Regions from separate parts of the Triticum aestivum genome. Here region 2 is linked to region 1. A link is a contact called in public Hi-C data. All regions are on one chromosome and are shown on one strand. Each heading gives the region's core, a stretch centred on a gene start, on an enhancer-like site or on the middle of the called end of the contact. The rest is flanking DNA. Distances are from core to core; before and after follow the strand shown. Region 1 holds the start of LOC123054911 (probable isoaspartyl peptidase/L-asparaginase 2). Region 2 has its middle 7.4 kb from the start of LOC123054913.

Region 1 (5,928 bases), core at 256-2,755:
GGTCGAAAGTGATGCAAGTGCGTCACAGATTCTTCTGGTCTCAAATTATCTCCGCTCTGGCGGACAGGTGTCGAGTGACGACTGACGACGGTGATGGTACTCGATTGATCGGTACTCGAGGCGAAGCCGTCGGTAAACTATGCTCTGTGGCCTAGAGTGGCACAAACAACGATATTTCCACACACGAAATTGTACCGGGCATTTAATGCCTAGCCTTCCGGTCCTCGTCACGGCAAAATAACAAAGGTGCGGGTAGTGCGGTGGAGTTGGTAATTCAGAAATGGCAACAAAAACTGACTCCACCTATACAGTGCAATACACGTGAAATATCCTCACGACTGATTTGGCACTGCAGATGTACGCATACCCGCCCTTAATTTGAGGGCTTGCGATCTTGCATAAATTCGGCAATTCCTGCATAGCTGATTTGGCGTGATCTCCACAGCAATTTCACCCGGGAAATGAATCGGGCGATCAAAGTAAGTCTACGGGATCGTGAACCGGAAAGTTAACCCTGAATGTTAAAAAGGTAGTAAGTAGAATCTTCACGCAGCCCCACGAGATTAGCGCATAATTTAATTCCTTAATTACTTCAGCTCCGGACCAAAGATTCCATCGCCATCGTCGCGTGACCTGAGTGCGCATCTCCGTGGCAGCTTGTGCGGTCTGGCTTGTGTGGATTCCACAGGGAATCACCCCACCGGGATCTTCTACACCAGGAGCCAGCAGCAACGTACGTAACACTCTACTGTAGCTCGGTGGTTGGTTGCAGCCGCCGGCGGCTGCACCAACAGCTGGCTGGTCGATCTTGAGCATTGACCTGATCGAGGTTTGTTCTAGGACTAGTAGTGCCTGAATGCATATTTTGTGGGACTTATTGGAGCACTTTAAGTTGGTCATTTTGTGGCATGGAATAACTTGGCACTAGAAGAATGTCGTCAAGATTTTTAACATTCTTGTCAGTGTCACTACTCACTACTCCAGGTTGAGTAAATTCACCGGAATGACATAGGTAGGCAAATCGACCGTCCGAAAATTTCTCTTGACTTGTATTCACTTTTACCTTGAAGTAGTCTTGCTCGTTTTGTCCTAGGACAGACATCATACCATACCGTTGCAAACTTTGATGCTAGGTAATTGACCTTTACAAACCAACGAAATGCCCTGCCAGTGCCGTGCGGAATCCAGCCGGACAAAGATTTCGCAGCCTCGGGAATTCTGTGCCGGGTAGCTGTACAGGGACACCTCGTTTACGTGGCACACACATGTAACGGAATTGACGGTCGTCAAACGAAAACACACGAGTCATCAAATCCCGCCCCCCATGCAGTACCGGATACCGTTCCGTTTCGGAGCCAAGAATGAATCTGCCCCTAGCACGGGCACGGCAGCTCCTTCCCTCCCGGACCCAAGATTCCAAAACTCGCAGCACACAGCACAAACCACCCCTCGCTTCCCCTATAAATACCCCGCCCTCGCAGCTCCCATCCTTCATCTCCAACACACACCAACAACCAGAGCAACAAGAAAGAGCAGAGCCGTAGAGACATAGAGGGATCCAAGTTCCTTCAGCCCCCCCTAGCACATCACACCACCCCCAGCACACATACAATAAGCACGCATGGCGCGCTGGGCCATTGCCATCCACGGCGGCGCGGGCGTGGACCCGAACCTGCCGGAGCACCGCCAGGAGGAGGCCAAGCGGGTGCTGGCGCGGTGCCTGCAGGTCGGCGTGGACCTGCTGCGCGCCGGCGCTACGGCGCTGGACGTGGTCGAGGCCGTGGTGCGCGAGCTGGAGACGGACCCCTGCTTCAACTCGGGCCGCGGCTCCGCCCTCACCCGCGCCGGCACCGTCGAGATGGAGGCCAGCATCATGGACGGCCGCGGCCGCCGCTGCGGCGCCGTCTCCGGCGTGTCCACCGTTAAAAACCCCGTGTCCCTCGCGCGGCGCGTCATGGACAAGTCCCCCCACTCGTACCTCGCCTTCGACGGCGCCGAGGATTTCGCCCGCGAGCAGGTAATTAATTAGTTCTAAGATTAACCCAATCCTGATTACCCTCCGTTATTTCTGTTTCCTACCCAAAAAATGCACCCCACTCAATAAGGAAACCATAAGCTGCCTGCATGGCGATCTAATCAACACATATCAGGACGGTAATTAACATTTTAAAATCGGAAAGTTCACGTGACGGAACGGACGGAGTAGTATGGCATGCAGCCGCAATTTCTCTTGGAAAAGGGTCCTTGGAAATTGAGGTGTACTTGACATGTGTAGATGACGTGTGGGGCACTGTGGTGCGGTACACCATGAGTGCACAGCTGCATGCAGCTGGCTTGCACGGGAAATCTGCCATGCATGCATATAGCTACTCTACATGCTTATCTAGCTATCGTTTCGTGCTCTCTCGGAAAATCCAGTAGGACACAGCTTGCTCAGCACAGCAAGTTAAGAAAATGCACGTGCGTGTCTCCCTTTCGTCCCCTGGCCTTTGGAGAAATGTGTGTACCAAGTAGCATGAGTTGATTTCACATCCAGCTGAAGATGACAGGTGAAAAGTGGAGAAAAAACAAGGGTCTCGTGGTGACAACAGCGGCCTTGCACCTACCAAGCCACACCTATTGCCAGCTCGCCACGATTTGTGGTCAGCGCAGCCTACTTACGATATTTCCAACTTAAATTTGTCCTCTCCTACGTAGTATTAAAATTCTACAAAGCTTATAAGTTTTCTAGTCAAGATCGTGCAGCTAGCTAGCAGCCGCCGCACAAAGGAATCCATCTTGTCGCATGCAGCAAAGAAAATGGTTCGATGCATGTGCACGAATTTTTTTCTGGCCGGTACCATTTTTCATTAATTTAAACAAACTGAATAATTTGCTAATCAAAGTAAACAGTGCAAGGCTATACGCAAATTGGAGTCTCGTGCACGGCATCGAACCTAGGATGGCTAGCAGCTGTGCCCCTCTGTTTCTGCCGCCAAAACTTGTGCACGGCATCGCCTCCTCCCTCTGCACCACTCGTGCCGTGTGGTTGGCAGCCATGGCATGGAATCCTGGCCGGATCTCATGCCACTTGCTTCCCGTCCGACGAATCCGTCGTCCGTACATGGTCCACCACCCCGGCCGTCGAGTGACAGCAACTGGCGCTTTGCCTGCAGATCTCGTGGCCCTGCACTGCGCCGCAAATTAAAAGGAATCTGAGATCTTTATATGCATCCAGAGTTAATTGGGATTAGAAACAGTTTTTATAATTAGATGTGTTGATCTGATTTTGTTTCAAACTTGCCGCAGGGTCTTGAGGTTGTGGACAACAGCTACTTCATCACGGAGGAGAACGTGGGCATGCTCAAGCTCGCCAAGGAGGCCAACAGCATCCTCTTCGACTACCGCATCCCGCTGGCCGGCGCCGACACGTGCAGCGCGCTGGCGGCCGCGTCGGAGAACCACAATAGCAACGGTATGGTGATGAACGGGCTGCCCATCAGCATCTACGCGCCGGAGACGGTCGGGTGCGCGGTCGTGGACTCTAACGGCTTCACGGCGGCGGCCACCTCGACCGGTGGTCTGATGAACAAGATGACAGGACGCATCGGCGACTCGCCGCTCATCGGCGCCGGCACCTACGCGTGTGGGCACTGCGCCGTGTCGTGCACTGGCGAGGGCGAGGCCATCATCCGCTCCACTCTGGCGCGCGACGTGGCCGCCGTGATGGAGTACAAGGGGCTGCCTCTGCAGGAGGCCGTGGACTTCTGCGTCAAGGAGCGGCTCGACGAGGGGTTTGCGGGGCTCATCGCCGTGTCCGGCACCGGCGAGGTCGCCTATGGGTTTAACTGCACCGGCATGTTCAGGGGCTGCGCCACCGAGGACGGCTTCATGGAGGTCGGCATCTGGGAGTGAGGAAACAAGCGCGTGGAGTCGCGGTGGCCGCTCTGAACTCTGAAGATAGTGTCGTGCGTTCGTGTGTCTGCATTTGGCCATCCTGCGATTGCCATGTGGTTCTAGTCTGGGATCCTGGGTTAGTAGCAGTAGCAGTGGATCAGAGATTGGGGATTGGGAGAATAATTATGATGATGACGATGATTGTGATGGCCGTGGAATATAATAATGTGAAAAGTTCTATGGCTTCTTGAATTACAGCTCTGTTCATTTCTCCCTTTTTCTGAATCCTTTTTGAGCCTGTGTTACTCCAGACAAGTAGGAGCGGGCTTCGCTGGAGCGTTTGAAGTGTTGTCTTGAAACTTAATTCATTTGTGCGTCCCTTGCAAAGAAGATCCAAAAATCAATTTCTAAGCAAGCTACATTTAATATGTGCATAACATTTTCAATAATAATGTGAAAAGATCTACGCTTATGAAGTTAACAGCTCTCTTCAGTCTAGCAACATGTGTTACACGCGGCCAGTAAGCGGGCTTGGCTGGATCATTTTTAGTTAGGATCTTGAAACCGAATTATTTGTGCATTGCTTGCAAAGAAGTATAGGGCACAGGACTCCACCGGCGGAAGAAACCGCCTGTTCTCCTAAAGCTCGATATCAATAAGGTGTTCAATTCCGTGCGGTGAGACTACATCTTTGACCTTGTTCACACATGCGAGTCCGGGTTCCCCCCAGATTCCGTGATTTGATTGCTACTCCTCTCACCATGTCCACTTCCAGGGTCCTCCTAGTTGGGGTGTCAGGGGACCCAACTGGGAACAACCACGGTCACCGCCAGCGTGACCCGCTCTCCCCATTGCTTTTAGTCATCGCCATTGACCCCCTTTAACGGGTGCTACGGTTAGCAACTGAGCAGGGCCTCCTCTGTGATTTGGGAGGGTGGGTGGTAAGTTTGGGACATCCCTCTACGCGGATGATACGGTGATCTTTGTCATGCCTATCAAAGAGGATATTCGGGCGATTTCCAACATCCTCCAGAGCTTTGGCGAGGTCACCATCATTTTCACAAACTTCCAGAAAAATAGCGTGCGCCCATCCGTTGTGGTGGCTTGGACCTTGATGATGTCATGCAGAGCCTCTCGACGGTGTGATTGACCTTCCCTATGCGCTACCTCAAGCTGCCCTTATCATTCAATCGACTCTAGGGGATACACTTCCTGTACCTTGAGGACCAGGTCACTTGGCAGGGGAAACATTGTACAGTGGCAGGTCATACCGCCTTGGTCAAATCAGTCCTCACCGCCATTGCAATTTACCACATCACGAAATTAGTCATTTCGGTGGAGGTCCTACTAACCATTGATAAGATTCGTAGGGCTTTTCTTTGGGCGGGCTCCGAAAAGGTCGCCGGTGGCAAGTGCAAAACCAATTGAGCGTTGGTGTGTGATATCCCACAAGTATAAGGGATCAATCGTAGTCTTTTCAATAAGTAAGAGTGTCTAATCTAACTAGGAGCAGAAGGAATTGGTTTATGAAAACTAGTGTTGAAGTCCTGGATTAGGGGTTGCTCGGGTGGTCGGTTACTTAAGGGGTGTCAACTTGTACGGTTTATTGTCTATGGGCTAAACTGATGACCCGCCGGCCACTGAATAAAGGGCTATCAAAGTTGTGGCCCTCGACATGAGCTAGATGGAGACTTCCGAAGACTTGGCGTATACTTCAGGAAAGTTCTAGTAGCTGGTGTATTTATTCCTAGTTGGTAACTGACCATATGTGTAACCTCGGTACCCCGGGTACTCAAAAGATATAAGTGAAGCACATAGAGCATTCTAACAAATCATGATGAATACATGTCTCTCTCAAAAGGTGTGTCCAACAAACAATGATTGTGGCAAACTAACAAATAAAATAAAACTATATCACAAGACGCTCCAAGTAAAACTCATGTGATGTGATGAATAAAAATATAGCTCTGAGTAACGTATCATGAATTGTGGACGAACAAGGGGATGCCATACGGGGCATCCCCAAGCTTAGACGCTTGGGTCTTCCTTGAA
Region 2 (5,493 bases), core at 737-3,236, 170 kb before region 1:
AAGCAGAATCTAATTACGGACGCCTGACCACAGCTAGATCGAGCAGGATATGAGATTCTTTTACCGCTTTGCCAAAGCCAAAGCCGCACACAGTGGATCCACTAGATCCAGCGGCACAGGACGCAGCAACTGACAGGATCCGCCATTGCCAGCTGCATCACCACCGAAAAACTGGTGTGCCGACGAGGGAGGGGATCTCGGAGGATCTCCGTGCTGGGCGCCACCAGCCGCAACCACGCGACCTTCCTCGGCAACCGCGCGCGCCTGCAGGTCCACCACCACCACCACCAACTCCTCTGCCGCCGGTCCCGCCCTCCGCACCTACAGGGAGGGAATCTCGCTTGAATTCTGGCCGGACCCGGTAGATCGATGGAGCCGGCGGCCGACCACGCCGGGCAACGGACAGCCGTTGGTTTGCCCCTGCCCCTGCGCGTCATGTGCCGTGCATGCATGCATGTGCGATCGATTAAAGAAGAAAAGTGTGCAGCACTAGCTCCTTGTCTGCATGCGCTCCAGTTCGTTCAGGGCATCCAGAGGTGCAGGGCTGCCTAGCTCGGCGTAGGATCGTCCTGTCTTTCGGCGCTCCACTTCAGTTCTGGCACGGCCGACGGACGGTGACACCATCGACCGAACTGGAACCCCAACAGCTCCAACTATTGCTTGATTATTACTGTCCACAACTGTAGTGCATCTTTTCGAGTTAGCATAGCAGAGTGCGTGCTCCGTCTGCAGGGCCAAGCAAGTGGTGAGCCTTGTGCAGCAGCATTCGGTTGAAGGGACGAGTTGCCGACGAAGAGGACGCACGGCACGGGCCTGCGGGCCAAGTGGCTCAACTGGTCGCCCGAGCTCGTGCGGTCGTGCCGTGGTCGTGACCGTTTCGTTTGGAAGTTCCGCTAAAAAAAGGTGATACGTACAGGTACAGCAGCCGAATTGTTTATGTTTTCTCCGTAGATCTAGCTAGTGGCGGCACGGAGCTCTTCAAAAAACTAGTCTTGTACTCTTGCAGGAGTGCCGTCTTCTCTTACATATATTCCTCTTTGAATAATAAAACTGTTAGTAGTGCCGTCTCCCATATTTGTTAAATTGAACCATCAGTAGTGCCGTCTTCTGCCGCCCCCCGTATTTTAAAATACAACTAACGGTACTGCCGACGACAAAAAGAAGGAGCGAGTGTTATTCAATGGGCCTGTTTTGATACTCTACCTCGGTTAGATGTTAAACTTAGATTCTAATCTTAAACTAACTCTAAACTAATTTTAACCAAAAAGATGTTTGGATGGCAGGGTTAGATCGCAGTTGCATCACCACTCCACTCCATTGCCATTTCAAAACTTACTGATCTTGTACTACTTGAGCATATGCACGTGCATGCTTGAATGGAACCAACTCACCCTGGTCTGGTGCATTGTTTTCTTCATCATCTTAATTTCACGACCAGCTTGAATATTCTGGCTAGCTCCATGGCGCCGGTCCCGGGGGCGGCGGTTTGTCTTGTCTCTTTCCTCCGGGGAATTAGGATCTGGAATCACAAATGGTGGTGCACGGCCACTGAACTTAATTGCTGTATTGACAAATATAGAGAATCGCCACTTGCGAAAGGCTCTGATTTTGTTTTATTTCTTGTTCGGAGCTTGCTGCATCTTTGTATTCATATTTCGGTTCTTGTGGTGGTGCAACTGCAACCAAGTGCTCCTGGCTACATACTTTAGGTGTGTCGATGCCATTTTTTACGGTAGTAGCAGGGGTAAAAGAAGGACACGCCTGTTAATTTTGATCACCGGCTCCTGGAGCTCATCAACAGCCGCCTGACTGTGACCGCCTCCTTCAAACTGGCCTCTCCGTTGGACGCCGCTAGGGGGCGTGCCTCTGCGCGTGGCGGTCCGTCCGTCCGGCGGCGCCACTGCCACTTGTCCAGGCCCACGGGTCAGCCTCCACAAACACCGGTGCGAGGCCGAAGAAATGCAGGCCAGCTTGTGCCTGGAAGCCGCCCGCTGCGCCTCACGTGGGAGTACCACCAACCATCGCAACGTACGACACGACGATTCCGCCGGGGCCGCCATGATGAAATGCTCCAAGCAAGATTCGGATCTCCGAGGGCCTATGAAAACGACGCCTTTGTTGGACAGATCCTGCGGGAGGCGATGGAGATCCCCCTTGGGCCTCGCCGTTCACGCCGTACGACGCATGCCACACACGGCGATTCCGGCAGGATAAGCAAACGGTCCCGGCCGACCTGGAGACCGGAGAGGAGACGTGAGATATCGTATGGTTTTCACGGGAGGACGCGCGGTTGACAGCGAAATGGCCATTGTACAACCTAAGAAGCTCCAACAAGGCCAACATCCCGTCTGATTAGGAGTACGATGCCTTTCCTTTCACGGTGCACAGTGGGTCATACGGAACCTTGGCGTGTCACTGTACAAAAGAACCCCTGTATGCGGAAACGACACGAAACTTTAAATTTTTGTACTGTCTGTCTGCGACGTTGATGCCACGGCGCCATGGAATTTAGGTTAGGCTTGGTTTACTGCTCGTAGGGGCTGAGCTCGGACGAATGACGGCATTTCTTTTTTAAGTTTGCCCTCCGGGCTCTAATTCTTCTTGAGTTTATCCGTTTCGATATAGTTGACAGAGATCTCGTGTAGATTCACATCATCCCCTTAGGGCGGCGCTGTTAGGATTTTTTGCCGTGCATACATGATGGGCAAATTTTTGGCGTCAGATGTTTCAGGTATATTCAAGGGTTCAACGGCGATGACTTAACTCTAGGGCGATCCTAAGAGCATCTATAGCCGGGTGCCTCAAACCCGCCTCATACGCCCAGGCAGACCGTCCGGTCACTGTCCAGTTGCGAAATTGGGGACGCCCCGGCATGCCCGCCACATCGGACTCATGAGATGGTCCGACGCGTATTAGCCCTAAGAACCGACATCCACGCTGGTCAGGTGTGTCGCGCCTGTCAGACTGTCAGTAAGGCGCTGCGCAATACTTGTCGGGCGTCACACAAAAGGGTCAGCTGGGTGAATTTTTTCACTCACAGTTCACATGCGAAATTGTTTCGCTCATAGGTCAATTTTATCCATTTTGCCGCGCGCAGCTCCCAAGGAAAAAAATTATAGATGTCTCGTCAAGTATACGCATGCCCTGTTCCCTGTGTTTTGAATCACCTAATGAGTATCTGGCAGAGTTTGTGATCAACTGACCATGAAATAAACGCGGGCGCCGCTAATGTAATGAGGGTATCAAATACGTCAGGAAGTGGCAAATATATGTCGGTCAATTCTCTATGAACCCGACCATAGTCCATGGTATTATCAGCACGCGAAAAATGGAGGGAATGAGTTGACGAGTCCCGTATTAATAACTTCTCTGGCGTCTGGCTAGCTGCCGCTAAGCATGCTAACTCACCCATTGACCAATGGCGGTGCGGGAGATAAGCTTAATCTGGAAAGAACATTACTTCTTGAGAGTACATCTCAATTTGCACTTGGCTACGGCATATGATTGGCTCCAGACCGGTCATGCATGCATGGCGAGACTAGCTGCCATCCATCAGATGAAGATTTTGTCTGCTGCGACAATGTCAACCCTGGCCAGGAGGAGCTTAACTAGCCACAGCCAGGTCTGATCGCGCATGCATGTTAGTGTTAGTCTATTCCGTTAGGTCAACCAAGCAAGAAGCTAAGCTTTGGGTTCAGATGGACCTCCGCGTTCTGACCAGCTGCCTTATGACATCACAGATGAGCGTCAACCAGATTTGGGGTACAGCTCAACAATGGCAATGCGCGCATGTTAAACCTCAGACTGCTTGCTTCCCTGCCGCCTATCTGGAACGGTGACTCGTTGATGCGATCGGGTTTCTGGACGTGGGGGAGGAGGCGTCACGGGAGAGAGATGACGCGGCCGAGGATGAGGATACGGGAACTCAATTTGCAATCCATCAACCCTGTGTTACACACTAACACGCTTCGTATTATATTTTTGTCAATGATGATGATGACTAGTGTAGCGAAAAATATGAGGATGGGTTATTTTTCCCAAAAAAATCTGGATCTATTATAAAAGTACATTAAATATAAAGCACCTCAAACATATTAAAAATCACATCAAGGTCCATACACCATTGAACGATCACTACCGATGCCAGAACAAGACGTCGACGCGCCGCTAGCGTTGTTTCCCTACGGGAGCAAGGCTGACCTTGTCGATAATAGCTAGAAAAGTTTTCGTGCACATGGCCTTAAGGAGCAACACTCTGAAGCCACAATTGTCATCATTGAACCTTGAATAGATCTGAAGCACCAAACATAAAGTCTAGCCATCGCGCCAATACGACGACAAGAAATCCTAGTCTCGCCGCCGCAAAGAGATGACAAGAATCTATGTTGGGGTTCTGTCGACTACACTCGGATGGACGAATTCGAGGAGAAGCGGAGCCCGGAAGACAAAGTTAAAAAATAAAAGCGTTGCCAACCGCCCGAGCACCACACTTGCGAGGACTAAAAAAATGTAAGCTAAACTACTAAACAGACCAGCAGACAGAGGGGAGCGGGACAAGTTTGCCCTAGCCACCGAAGCAAAAGGGGGGAAATGCTTCGCGCTCTTTTATCGGGGATGAGGACAGATATGTTTGGCAACCAATCAAAGTAAATCAAATTGAGCACAATGAAATAAAGATTAACAACAAAGATTCTTATTTAAACCAAAACTTACATCAACAATCTCTAAAAAAATATTACAACAAGAAGGCATTTCCCGACTTGTTTGCGGAGAGGTTCTTGTGAGCTATTTTTTAGGAGCAGCTCTTGTGAACTTTTGGTATTTTGTAATCCAAACATGACTTAGCATACTATCTGGACTACATCAAGCGGTTCCTCGAGTAAAGAACTCGCTCGTTGAGGTGCATGAACCAAAGGTCATCTATGCATTCTCCACCGGTCTCCACTTCCTTGGCTTCCTTGGATGACCCGCAGGATCAGATACAAGTCTCCCGGTAGGGCCCGAGAGTTTTTCGACTTGGCAAACAAGTATGCCTCTAGGGAACAAGCGGTCCTAAACTTCTTCGGATGTGGAAAATGCAGAGAGTTGTTGTAGCACTCTCCAATGTGGATGTAGAAATTTTATGAGTGTCAATACCTGTTGGAGCTAAAGGTAGGTTTTCTACTCTCTCAAGTGTGTATGCCACTTACATGACTATCCTTGCAGTTTGGTGTTTACTTTACCTCGACTCTCTAAAACTAATATATAAGCATTTCAAGGAGATAAATAAATTACTTGGCAATACAAAGACGAATGTTAGGTGCCTGTAATGGGAAAACTTTGTTTTTGCCACTTTAGTTTTTGCCCACTTTTCTTATGCCACTCTAGAATTTTACATCTCACTTTTGTCACTCTTAGGTTTTGACAATACATCACAAATGCCATTCTGTGGCAAAAATGATAATTTTTCATTCCACTTTTTCCACTCTTAGCTTTTCCCATGTATCACAATTG

The links. A called contact is a pair of places that touch in the nucleus more often than the background predicts.
Region 2: a contact with region 1 is called in a Hi-C map of leaf, with 2.5 times the contacts expected there. The contact joins the enhancer-like site here to the promoter of LOC123054911 in region 1. A contact is called at or near these places in 1 of 5 Hi-C or Micro-C datasets (leaf) and 1 of 1 datasets of contacts at active chromatin or transcription factors (leaf).

The regions. Positions count from the first base shown.
Region 1 is chr2D:606,308,420-606,314,347 of IWGSC CS RefSeq v2.1, reverse strand. LOC123054911 (probable isoaspartyl peptidase/L-asparaginase 2) reads left to right here and starts at 1,505. Exons shown (of 2, transcript XM_044478785.1): 1 at 1,505-2,017; 2 at 3,289-4,128. The coding sequence starts at 1,622. The coding sequence ends at 3,894.
Region 2 is chr2D:606,476,659-606,482,151 of IWGSC CS RefSeq v2.1, reverse strand. No RefSeq gene overlaps it. Among protein-coding and RNA genes, the nearest start is that of LOC123054913, 7.4 kb to the right of the region's middle. Within about 2 kb of position 1,986, at least 6 of the 8 cell types and tissues checked have an H3K27ac peak or open chromatin away from gene starts, as enhancers often do. A contact at or near this core is called in leaf, where this site is marked.